Linked DNA regions of Mus musculus: region 1 is linked to region 2. A link is a contact called in public HiChIP or PLAC-seq data. All regions are on one chromosome and are shown on one strand. The core of a region is the stretch at or near the end of the contact, and the rest is flanking DNA. Distances in the headings are between cores, read along the strand shown.

Evidence for each region. HiChIP or PLAC-seq counts read pairs in DNA pulled down with a chosen protein or histone mark.
Region 1: a contact with region 2 is called in an H3K4me3 HiChIP or PLAC-seq map of embryonic basal ganglia, with 2.1 times the contacts expected there. The contact joins two enhancer-like sites. A contact is called at or near these places in 2 of 484 Hi-C or Micro-C datasets (embryonic stem cells and muscle stem cells), 4 of 115 datasets of contacts at active chromatin or transcription factors (embryonic basal ganglia, embryonic hindbrain and embryonic stem cells) and 2 of 9 other capture datasets (adipose tissue and pancreatic islet).

Annotation. Positions count from the first base shown.
Region 1 is chr5:131,853,218-131,859,303 of GRCm38.p6, reverse strand. The region is part of intron 4 of Auts2 (autism susceptibility candidate 2); the gene reads left to right. Among named protein-coding and RNA genes, the nearest start is that of 4930563F08Rik, 24 kb to the left of the region's middle. Within about 2 kb of position 3,758, at least 36 of the 459 cell types and tissues checked have an H3K27ac peak or open chromatin away from gene starts, as enhancers often do. A contact at or near this core is called in embryonic basal ganglia, where this site is marked.
Region 2 is chr5:131,615,302-131,621,285 of GRCm38.p6, reverse strand. The region is part of intron 5 of Auts2 (autism susceptibility candidate 2); the gene reads left to right. Among named protein-coding and RNA genes, the nearest start is that of Gm29681, 200 kb to the right of the region's middle. Within about 2 kb of position 4,550, at least 65 of the 459 cell types and tissues checked have an H3K27ac peak or open chromatin away from gene starts, as enhancers often do. A contact at or near this core is called in embryonic basal ganglia, where this site is marked.

The sequences.
Region 1 (6,086 bases), core at 2,509-5,008, 240 kb before region 2:
CCTTGGTGGTTAAGGGTGGCTTGCGGGTTTTTGAAAGAAATTACTGTGTTTTCCTGCCTCATCCTTCCAACTCTTCAGTCTCGGCTCGGGTAATACATAGGAGAGTATTTACTCTGCGTCTCTAAAAATCCCTTACTGATTTATAGGTGACATTCAGTAGGCATTTAAAGAGATTCGGGTACCACACAGAGACTCAATCCTGGCGTAGCTCTGGCTCGAGGGCACACGGTCTGACTTCTGACCTCGTCATTACTGTTTCCCTTTTCTGAAATAGGGTCTGACCTATGTAACCTTAGCTGGCTCAGAATTCACCCTGGCGTTTTTGCGGATTTGCATTTACTTTTGTTTTGATTTGGGACAGGGTGTTAAGTAGCCCAGGCTGGCCTCAAGCTCACTATGGAGTTAGGATGGCTTTGAGTACTTTATCTTACTGGTTTTATCACATGCCAGCAGGCATCACAGACATGCACCACTGTGCTAAGGATGGAGCCTGGAGACATGCTGGGCAAACATTCTTCCAACTGAGGCATATCCCTAGCCCTGACCCCCTTCTTTCCAGCAACTCCTGGGGTGTTCTTGTCAAACCTCTTCTCTTCCTATGTCTCAGATCTTACTGTGTTGGAGAGGAAATGGAGGTTTTATCATCTTCATCATCCTTCTTTTGTCCTCCTGTTTCCTCCTCCTTCCCTCACCTCCTCCTCCTCCTCTTCTTTTTCTGCTGTTCTTTCTTTTTGCTCCACCCCCTCCTCTTTTTTTTTTTTTTAATGCTTTCTTCTCAAAATTCTGGGTGCAACTGCCTTAATCAGGTCAGCTCACCTCCCTAGGCAGCAAACCATTTCTCCTTGCCTTCCTGAGGTACCCAGGGAATGTCTGCTGTCTTTCAGAACGCAGTCTAGAAACTTGATTACTGTGGTGTAACACCTTCTGTGTAAAACAGCTTATACCACCCACATCATCTTTGTTCTTAGAATCGATGGCCTTTATTGTATTAGAGCAAAGCATTAGGATGGAACCCAGGCACCCAAACCATCACTTGGGTCCATTATCCCTACATGAAGCATCTGAGGTCTGTGTGCCAAGGTCATCCCTTCACATGAAGGAATGCCAGTGAGTGTTGGTAAACGGCTCAGTAACCTTGAACAGTCAGCCCAAGGACACCAAGTTCCCCAGCCCTAAGAATGACGCATACACTCATCTCCTTTCCCAGGATGCTTTCTGTCTCTGTGTGTGTTTGTGGAGTTTGTCTTCCCCGTTCCCCTGAACAAAGTTCCATAGTGCTGCTTCTCCGGGAATGACCTTGTCTGATCCCTACAATATCACAGAATTTACTTGGGGGTAGGTAGTGATTGCATTCTTGTTGCTGTGATGACTTATCTGATCCAAAAAAAAAAAAAGAGGAAAAGCTTTAGAGAGAGGATTCATGTGGGCTCATGGTGGGCAAGGCATCGCAGCAGTGGTGTGAGGTGGCTGGTCACACTGCAACGCAGGAAGCAGGCCAATCACGGTGCTCCACTCCTTTTCTTATAGGGAAAGGTGAAGTCCTGAGTACATGTGTATTGGTAACCTGGGCACAGCCATGTCAAAGGATTCCAGTCTGCTTCAGGGAAATAGCAAAGTCTTCATGTGTAGGTGTGGGCAGTTTGTACACAAAGTGATGGCCACAGCTGCTTCTTGGAGATGCTTACACCTTGAGACTGCTTCCCTTATAGAGACCTCAAACTGAGATCAGCTGAACAGTGACTCCTTACTCAGGGAGATGTATGTAATAGTGAGTGTATCTGTCAGTACCCCACATGCTCCCAGCTTTTCCATACACATATCCCTGGGTCTGTCCTCTCTCGGTTTCCCCCATTCCTCCAGTGAGGTTTCCAGGACCCAACCACATGGGTCTCAGCAATTTCTCCTTTTTAATTCCATCCAGAGTGCCAGCCCATGGGAGGGCCATCCATACTTAGAGTAGGTCTTCTTATCTCAGAGAGCCTCATCTTCATGATCCCTCACTGACATGCCCAGTGCCTTGCCTCTTAGATGATTCTAGACCTGTGGAGTTGATAGTCTATATTAAGCATCATGGTGGTGGAGAAGCAGTACAGGGTTTTGACCCCGTCCTTTCCCTTAACCCCTCCAAGTACTGTGTGATGTAGAAACACCTCTGTCAGCCTCTGTTTCACAGAGAGCACCGAGGGTCTGAGGAAGTGAAGTAGCTCACCATCGCAGATCTCGTGCTTGTCACCAAGCCTTCCATCCTAGAGACCTCCACTCACTGACCCTCCTTTCTCCAGCTCCAGTTCCACGCTGATGATGAGGGGGTCTTAGAGCAGCCTATATAGGTTTAACAACACTACAACCGCTTGGCACACACAGCAAGGCGGATCTACATCAGCCCATGAATAATAGAATTTTCATGAGTGATTAAAGTAAAAGCCAGGATTTAGAGATTGAGCATTGATTGTTAAAGGATAAATGCTATTTGGAGCATCTTACTAGATTTGATTAAAGTGAATTTCAAAAACCATCACAGAGAGGATTATTTCATAGAAGGACTATGTGGACCTTTTTTTTGTGTGTGTGGCTTAAGTCATTGGCACTCCTATAGTTACTGTCTCGGTGCACAAAATCAGAGTATAATTGACTGTTGGCAGAGCCTTCTTTGACAAGCTACTTTGAGCTTGATTTCACTGTAACATAATCGGCCTTTGAAGCCTCAGATTTTGTTTTATGTTGTTGGTTTTTTTTTTCCCTCCTGCCTTCCATATTCTCACCTTATGAATAATACATGCTTGGAGATGGATAGACAGACAGAAATCATTTTCTATTTCCCCTGGGAGCTCCCGATTTAAGAGAGAATTGATTGCTGACTGACAGCAGGGGAACCTGTTAGCTTGTTAGTGGAGCTTGCTTGGGTTAGTGCTTGCCTAACATACATGAAGTCCTGGGTTTGCTCCCAAGCACAGCGTAACCCTGGCCTAGTCGTGTATACAACTTTAATTCTAGACATTAAAGTTTTGTGTTTATGTAGTGAGTCAGAATCCAGGGCCTAGAGTCAGCCTGAGTCAGTGGGTAGAGATGCGACTCTTCAGTTAAGAGCATATACTGTTGTTGCAAAGACTGGAATTTGGTTCCCAGCTCATATATTGGGAGGCTCACACGCTACTATAGATACAATCTAGGGGGATCCTGGTTTTTGGGTATCTGTGTGCATCTGTACTCACCATGTAGGTTCCAGAGATAGAACTTGGAGTGTCAGCCTTTCGAGTAAGTGTCTTTACCCTGCTAAGCTACTTTGTTGGCCCTTATTAGATCTTTTCATTCACTGACTTGAAAGCACAAATTGTTTAAAAAAAAAAAAAGAAAAGAAAAGAAAAGAAAGAAAAAAGAAAAAAGAAAAAAAAAAGAAAACAACAATGCTCTTTGTCTATGAGCAACAATACCGTTTTCTTTCATTTTCCTTATTCTTTGGTCATGATTTTTATTCTCGGGGTGGTGGCTTCTGCATCATTCTGCAAGGGCCTTTAAGCACTCCAGGAGGGTTCATTTCTGGCCTCTCACAGAAGGGAGGCCAGGCACTGTGAGCTCCAAGAGAGTAGAAACCCCTCCCAAGAGCCTCCACCAGTACACTGCCTTCCTCCCTGCAAAGCTCTCCACTCCCCGCCATTCATAAAGGCTCTAAATTACTTAAGAGCAGGAAGCACAGCCTTGAGCCTGTCAGACTCCCACCCCCCTCAGTCCCAGGAGTCTTTTCTCCGAGCACACTCGAAGCCGAGCTTCAACGTCAGGGGAGACTGCATGCCAGCATCTGGTGTTAATATCCACTGTTGACATTTGGCGAATGAGAACATGAGCTATTAGGAGAGATGTTTGCTTGTACCTAATTAATGTCCCGTTGTATCCCTTCTTGTTGTCAGCTCCACTTCCCCCTTACTGGCTTGGCATTTCCTTCGACTGGCTAACTTTAAAAGTTAATTATTTCTCCGTTGAATGCTAAATGCCGCCTTTTTTTTTTAATGCCGTGACTCAGTGTGAATTATTAGTTATCAAAAATAAAAAAGAGCCGAACAATTATCAGCTCTTCACCTGCAGCCAGTGTTCTGGCTGATCACTTCCGAAAAAGTACTGTAGTGTAGGTGAAGTTGGGCAGTATGGACATCTCTTACACTTGTTAGCTCCCCTCCTGGTGTGTTCCTGTGCCCACCCACCCCTCCCAGTGCAGGGCAGATGTGAGATCCTGCTATATCATCCAGTAGCAACAATCACTGACAAGGCTGGGTCTTCTAAATTCGTTTGGCTTGAGTCTCCAATCTCTGTTCAGCATCACTTAGCATGTCTGATAGGCTCAGAGTGAGGAGCCTCCAACAGAGTGAAATTTAACTGCTTTCTTAAACCATCTATTTCTGTGGCCATGGGCATCTCTTTCTTCACTTTAGATGGGTTCCGGAAAAAATAGCAGAGTTTTCACTAAGTTACTCTGCGACATGAGTTTTCATGTTTCTCTTTGAGTGCATACTCATCTTAACTGTGTAAGTCAATTGGTGTGTGGTATTGTATATACATGTTCAGTACTTGGGAGGCAGAGGCAGGTGGATTTCTGAGTTTGAGGCCAGCCTGGTCTACAGAGTGAGTTCCAGGACAGCCAGGGCTATACAGAGAAACCCTGTCTTGAAAAACAAAACAAAACAAAACAAAAACCAAAAAATGTTGTGTGTATTTTTGTGTATTTGTATATTGAGCCCAGACGCAGATCCGGTGTCCTCCTAAATCAGTCTCCACTATATTTGTTTAATTATTCTTCCTACATTTTGTTTGTTTATTTTATGTGTGTGCGCTTGTGTGCATACCAGCCCCTGTTTCTCTTTTCACCAGCCTTCTACCTTACTTTCTGACATGGTCTCAATGAACCTGGAGCTCACAGGTTTCTTAGACAGCCCTGCAGCCCCCAGAATCATCCAGTCTCTGCCTCCCCAGCTATTAGATTTTTTGGTGATTGCCACCTCACTTAGATCTTTTTTATTTTTTAATATAAATTCTAGAGATTGACATTAAGTCTTCATAGTTGCAAAGCAAGCAGTTTATTGAGCTATCGTCCCAGCTTAGATCCTCTTTCTTTCTTTCTTTCTTTGTTTTGTTTTGTTTTGTTTTGTTTTGTTTTGTTTTTCAAGACAGGGTTTCTCTGTATAGCCCTGGCTGTCCTGGAACTCACCTTGTAGACCAGGCTTGCCTCGAACTCAGAAATCCGCCTGCCTCGCCTCCCGAGTTCTGGGATTAAAGGCAAGCGCCACCATGTCCAGCGATCCTCTTTCTTTTAATAAACCTGACCAGTAAAGACTCACAAACTCAAGATGAATCACTTAAGTCACTAAGACTTTGAGTGGTTTATTCATAATCACATGGCAAGCAAATGATTGACTAGATTCCACCCCTGGAGTTAAAGTGGAATTAACATGTTCTCAACAGTGGCTCACACATGATAACCTGTGACTCACATGGGATGTGCTCTATGAGTAATATACACACTGAAATATACATGATGTCTCCTAAGCAGTGTGCTCATATCAGCCTCCGTGTCAACAGTGTGTTGAAATGATGCTCATAACATATTATTGGATATTGAAGTGATATTTAGCCATATTGTGGTGTTATAAAATAGATGATTTTTCTGGACTGAAGAGTGAACGTAGGATTTCACACATGTTAAACCCCTCCCTGGGGGATTCTAGGCAGGGGCTCTACCACTGAACCACGCCCCCAGCCCCTCCCTGGGGGATTCTAGGCAGGGGCTCTACCACTGAGCCACGCCCCCAGCCCCTCCCTGGGGGATTCTAGGCAGGTGCTCTAACACTGAGCCACATCCCCAGCCCCTCCCTGGGGGATTCTAGGCAGGGGCTCTACCACTGAGCCACGCCCCCAGCCCCTCCCTGGGGGATTCTAGGCAGGTGCTCTAACACTGAGCCACAGCCCCAGCCCCTTCCTGGGGGATTCTAGGCAGGGGCTCTACCACTGAGTTACATTCCCAGCCCAAATGCAGTTTATTAAAAACAAAATGAATGGCTTCTGTTTCTATTTTAAAGGCTACTTTAGCGTTATATACA
Region 2 (5,984 bases), core at 3,301-5,800:
GCTCAATAACTCACGTATGAGAAGTGTGAGGTCATTCTAAGCTCTATATAAAAAAATTAAGGCTATCCTGGGATATAATTAATTAACTAAAAATCATATAAGTGTCTTCTTAGATCTCATTTAAAAAGAAAAACAAACAAAACAAAAAGCAAGAAAATGGTTCTATTCTAGCCTGCTTTGGTATGATGGTATGTGTGACTTGCTTAGGCAGGAAGTGTGCCAGTAGCTGCCCTGGCCCCTCTCTGAATTATGAAAAGCCTCACAGGCAAAGCATAAGAGGAAGGTACCCTCCACATGACCTAGTGTCAGTGCGTACAACATGCAAAACAAGATACCCATCTTGTTAGGGTTTTATTTAGTTTCATGTTTATTTCTTTGTCTTTCGTGTGGGCACAGAAATGGAGATAATCGGTAACTGTCAGTGTTTTCCCCTTTCACCAAGTGGGGCTTGAAGGGTAGAACTCAAATCATGAAGCCAGCACCTTTACTTACTCAGCCATTCCCACCCGTGGTCCCCCTCCAACTTCCTGTTTGCCTATTTCAAAGCTTTCAAATTGTAGCCTATGCTGCCTCCCCTTACTTCTATAAGAAAAGAAAATTCTGGAAGCCACGTCAGTCCACTCATTGTTTGGAGGTTCCATTTCTTGACTACGAGTTCACCTGCCATCTCTTTTTGAATGTTCTGTACCTGTGTGCTTGCCTACTCTCCCCAGTATATGTCAGCCTTCAAGACCCTTCGCTGGACCCGTCTCTCTCACTCTGAGTTGGCTTCTGTGAGGATAGCCCTCGGTTTGGCTGGTACAGCAGCTGGCATGGCTCACAAAACCACACAGATACCAAACATGTAGAAACAAACATCTAGGTTCCCCCAGATGTTTCAAGGATTGACTCATCTCTAAAGCTGGCCCCAGAGATAGTCATCTGTAAACACAGCCATGATTCCAGTCATGCTGGTTATGAATGTAGTACATGCTCACAGGGAAAACTTAGACAATTCAACACATATTTTCAAAATTATATACCAAAGGGAAGGCAGAATTTTGAAAGGTCTTTTCCTCCTCTTCGTCCTCCCCCTCTTCCTCTTCTTCACTTATTTTTCCTTCTGTTTTCCATTCTTTACCTATATCATGTATTCTTGTTTTTGCTTGTGTGTAGATTCATGTGTGTGTGTATGCATACACGTGGGTACATGTATGTACAGGCATGTAGAGATCTAAGGAGAACAATGTCAGAATAATACTCAGTCGTCCCCCACTTTGCCTTATTTAATGAGGTGGGGACTCAACTAAACCCAGAGTCTAGTCTTGGTAGCCACTCTCTGGGGATCCCCTGACTCTTGTCTCTCAAAGCTGGAACTACAGGCAGGCCCCGTGATTACCTGGCAGTCAAGCATTGTGTCTAGAGATCCAAACTGAAGTCCTCAAGATTGCCTGGCAAGAGCTTTAACCACTGAGCCATCCTGCAGGTCCCTTTCTTAGCTTTTTGTCATGAGCAATAGCATTAAGCCGAGGGCTCTAGGCTCAAGAGCCAAGGCAAGGCTGGGTTTGGTGTCTAATTCCATAACTTTGGATAAGTTCTTTGTCACATTTATGACTCAATGTTCTCAGCTGTAAAACAGAAATAATAAGAGTACCTATGCTGGGCATGATGGCACGTGCCTGGAATCCCAGCATGCAGAAGGTAGAGGCAGGGGGATAGGGAATTCAAGGCTTTTTATCTACAAGTTCAATGCCAGCCTGGACTGCATGAAACTTCAATGGACAGCTTGCTTGCTTGCTTGCTTTCTTTCTTTCTTCTTTTCTTTTTCTTTTGGTTTTTTGAGACAGGGTTTCTCTGGGTAGCCCTGGCTGTCCTGGAACTCACTCTGTAGACCAGGCTGGCCTTGAACTCAGAAATCCGCCTGCCTCTGCCTCCCGAGTGCTGGGATTAAAAGCGTGTGCCACCACGCCCGACCTTTTTTTTTTTTTTAACTTATTTAATGTTTGATCCATGCATGTCAAACAGTCTCTGATGGAGGTCAAAGGGCAACTTTCAGGGCTTGGTTCTCTTCTTCCATCACATTGGTTCTGGGGAATCAAACTCAGGTCATCAGTCTAGGTAGCCTTTACCCTGTGAGCCATCTCCCCAGCCATGGGTTCAACAAGCCCAGCCTGTTGTCAGCAATGCTTTATTTTCCTCCCCCCAACACCAGATGCTGTTCAGTTGTTACAATATCCAGGCAAGCAGAGGGACTGTCCCTCTAGGATTGGACTTCAAGTCCAGTGGTACCACCCCAGGGAATGCCACAGTGCAACAACTCATCCCCCACAATCTGTGTTAGTGTCCCCACATGGCACACCAGCCATTTGAATAGCAGGTCCCCAAAGGAGCCCTGACCCTTTGGCAGGAGGCTTCGTCTCACCCAACGGAGCATCCCAGAACATCGCCAGACAGAAAATAGCATGCTGCCCCAGATGTCCATGACATGATCCACAGAGCCTGGCCTGACCAGATCTCGACTCTGTTCCCACTACACCGAGATGCCAAGAAGATTAATCTAGCCGCAGAACCTCAAGAGACTCCTGTAGCCTCGGTTCTCAGACTCTTTCAGAGCTGGCCCTAGAAGAGCTGCAGCTGAGGCTGAGGAGGAACACGTTTACTTCTTGATGCACAGTGGTGACTTGCTCAGATTCCAACCTGGCCTTTTCCTTTGTTCTCACGTGTGACCCCAGAAAGTAGCACTTGGAGTTGAATTTCTTTATCCTGAGCTTGCGCCAGTACCTCCTGGCATCCTCCTGAGAACTGACGGCTGGGTCTCACCTCTACCGCTTCTGATTCGGTAGGAGGAGGTCTGGCCCGGTATTTGTCATGGCTGATAAAAGTTCCTGGGTGCTGCTGATCCAGAGGCCTTGCTTGAAGAAAGTGTCTTGTGCTAGCAGTCATCAGCAAGTTCACCAGCCTGTCCAGGAAGATGACAAGCACGGTGCCCCTAGTGTTGAGCCCTGCCTATTCGTATTCCAAATCCAGGTAGCACCAGAGGACTGGAGTCTCTTGTCTGTGCATTCAGGGTACAGGGAGACACCTTGAGTCACTGGGAGACAGGGGTGGATGAGCTCGTTAACCTTGATGTAGCTCCAGGCAGTAAGAATCTCCCAAATGGAGTGGATAGACTACAAGAAGTGTGACTAGCCACTTTGTCACCACTGTTAGGGGCTTGGTATCATTTGCAATATAGTACCTTTGTCTTAGCTTTTAACTGTCAACCTGACACCGGAGAAGGAAGGAATGTCCAATCAGATTGAAGTGTGAGGGGTTGTCTTCTTGCTAATTGATGTAAGAGGGCTCTAGTTCCCTAGAGACAGCACCATTCCTTGGGTAGGTAGTCCTGGGCTGTGTAAGTCTCTTGTTACCTAAGCAAGTGACTGAGAATGGGTCAGAAAGCAGCATCCTCCATGGCTTCTGCTATTCTCCCCTGGCTGTGAGTTCCCTGCACAGAGATAATGCTGTGTGGAATAGCCATCCTCCACACACACCCTCGGTCAAGGAACACTGAAATGTGGCTGCAGTCTGTGATTAAAGGCTTGCCTCTGTGTGTCCATTCTGATTTGTTGGCTCAGGGAATGGAAGTCACAGAAGTATCCCAAGCTTAGTTTCTTAGTGTATAGAATGCAGACAAGGCTCTCTGATTTACTGTGGAATAGACACCAGTAATTGAGTGCATTCCGTATCCCATACGTCTGGGACAAGGCTGTAAATGCTCTTTGGGGGAAGGCAGCACCAAGGGCAGCTGGGGTCCTCTGGAGATGTAGTTCAGTTGGTATAGAACGTTTGCCTATCGGCTCTGCGTAAACCAGGTGTGAGGGTGCACACTCTGTACTCCTGGCACCCAGGAGAGCCAGGGCTCAAGGTCATCTTTAGCTACACGAAAGTTCCAAGATGGCGTAGGGCACAGGACACCCTGCCCACCCACCCTACCCCCAAAATGAGAAATGAGGGAGAAACAGAAGGGAGGGAAGGCAGAAGGAAGGCAGGCCTGAGCCCACCTCCCACTCATCTCTAGTCTCCTCCATTTCATCTTCTGTCTCCCTTTCTGTGATAGAAAATCAGAGATAAAGCTTTGTTCTCTTCTGAGCTAGGTAGGCATGGTGTCCATGCTTATAGTCACAGCATTTTGGAGATGGAGGCAGGAGGATCAGGAATTCAAGGCTAGCATTGGCAACACAGTAAGCTAGAGGCCAGCCTAAGCTACCCGAGACCCTGTCAGTAAACCAGGAAAAAAGAAAAAGAAATTAAGAAAGGGGAGAGAGAGAAAGAGAGAGAGAGAGAGAGAGAGAGAGAGAGAGAGAGAGAGAGAGAGAGAGAGAGATAGAGAGCAGGATTGAGGGCTCAGAGTTTGACATCTAAAAACCCAAGCAGCCACCCAATCCGGATAGAGAAGCTGTTTGCTGTTTGAGGGCTGTTGTGCCTAGGACAGCCTCCATGTCACGTGCACCAAGCCACCCCCTCCCCGCTGGCTACAGAGCTGCCTATATACCCCTGCCTAGCCCACTGGGATTGCCGACCGGGAACAGAAGCTGTGCGCGCTCTCTCTGCCTTTGCTTTGCGACCGCTGCAACCTTCGCTGCAGCCAATCAGCTGGTGCACTGCGGGTGACCTCCCCCGGGTCTCAGGAATAAATTGTCAAGTTTCCCCACCGCGGGTGTCTTTGCTAGTCGACGGCCGGTTTGCAGGTTTCTGGGCTAATTGGAAAGAGGATCATGAGGAGGCGGGTCGAGGCGCGTCAAGAGCCTGGCTGGTCTGCGGACTAGGGTCGTGCCGCTCCGGAGCCCCTGCTGTCCCGGAGTTGTGAGTAGGTCGCTCACCGGCTCACATCTAGTCGCCGCACACCTATTTGAAAGTCGGTTCCACGGCAGGACTTGTGCAAGTCCAATGCAGGATTCTGCGTCCTCAGCGCACTGGACCTGCCTAGGAAGGTGAAGCCTGGCTGATCCCTGCGAAGGTACCCCTACGCTGCCACTTACGAACCCTTATCTTCAGTGTTCCAGGACCCAAGTGGTTCCCGCGACAAATCCAATATCTACCTTGGATCTCCGGATCTGAAATGCCTCTTCCTTGGAGACTTTGAATTTGGTCTTTGGAAATTCAGGAACTGTATGAAGTGCTATTGTTTCTGAGTTCTCTTTCCTTTCGTGTTGGTTTTGGGATTCTCTCGCCTACCTGGATAATGGTCTGCCTTTGTGGCTGAGTCTTCCTGGAGTCAGTGGATCGCAGGCAGCCTGAGGCATCAGCCTTCGGATTTCTAAGCCTAGGAGTCATTCGGGGCTGCAGAAGAGGACCTAGCTCCTAACTAGTAAGGGCTATGTGATTCACCTCCCCTCCCCACCCCACCCCCATCCCGGATTGAAATATATATGTTGTAGCAGGATTTTCTTTAAGCGGATCGTCTGATAGGACTGGCAGTTACTACCCAGGAAAATGAGTAGCAATTAGGAGTTCAGTAATAAATGGAAGTCTATTGTCCTAATTGAGTGGAATTACTGACGGGTAATGGCAACTGAATTCTTCAGTTTAATTAAGAGTTTATATAATTATAGTGCACTTTTTATTTCTAGGGGGAACCATGGGGGTAGGAATTAAATAACCAATGTGATGGTTAAGAAACCCATTTAATGGATAAGTAACCAGTAGGTTTAAATAAATATGGGTACCTTGCTGGAGTAACAGAAGTAGAGCTGAATTCTCTGTAAAGGCTCTGTACCCTGCTGGGACAAGCTAGACTTTTGATTTGCAGCTAATTTGAGCCTCATAAAAAAAAAAATCCAAATGAACTTATCAGGTAATCCAGAGATGCCCAGGGCTCTCAGGTAGTAGCATGAAGTAGGATGGGTGTTTTCCAGAATTCGGTGAGAATGAACCTGGAAGAGGGGGAGGGGCCGTTCAAGAGTGCGTTTTACCCTCCTAGAGTTTCCATCTTGAAAATCTGGGGCTTGGGCTGTTCGGTCGGA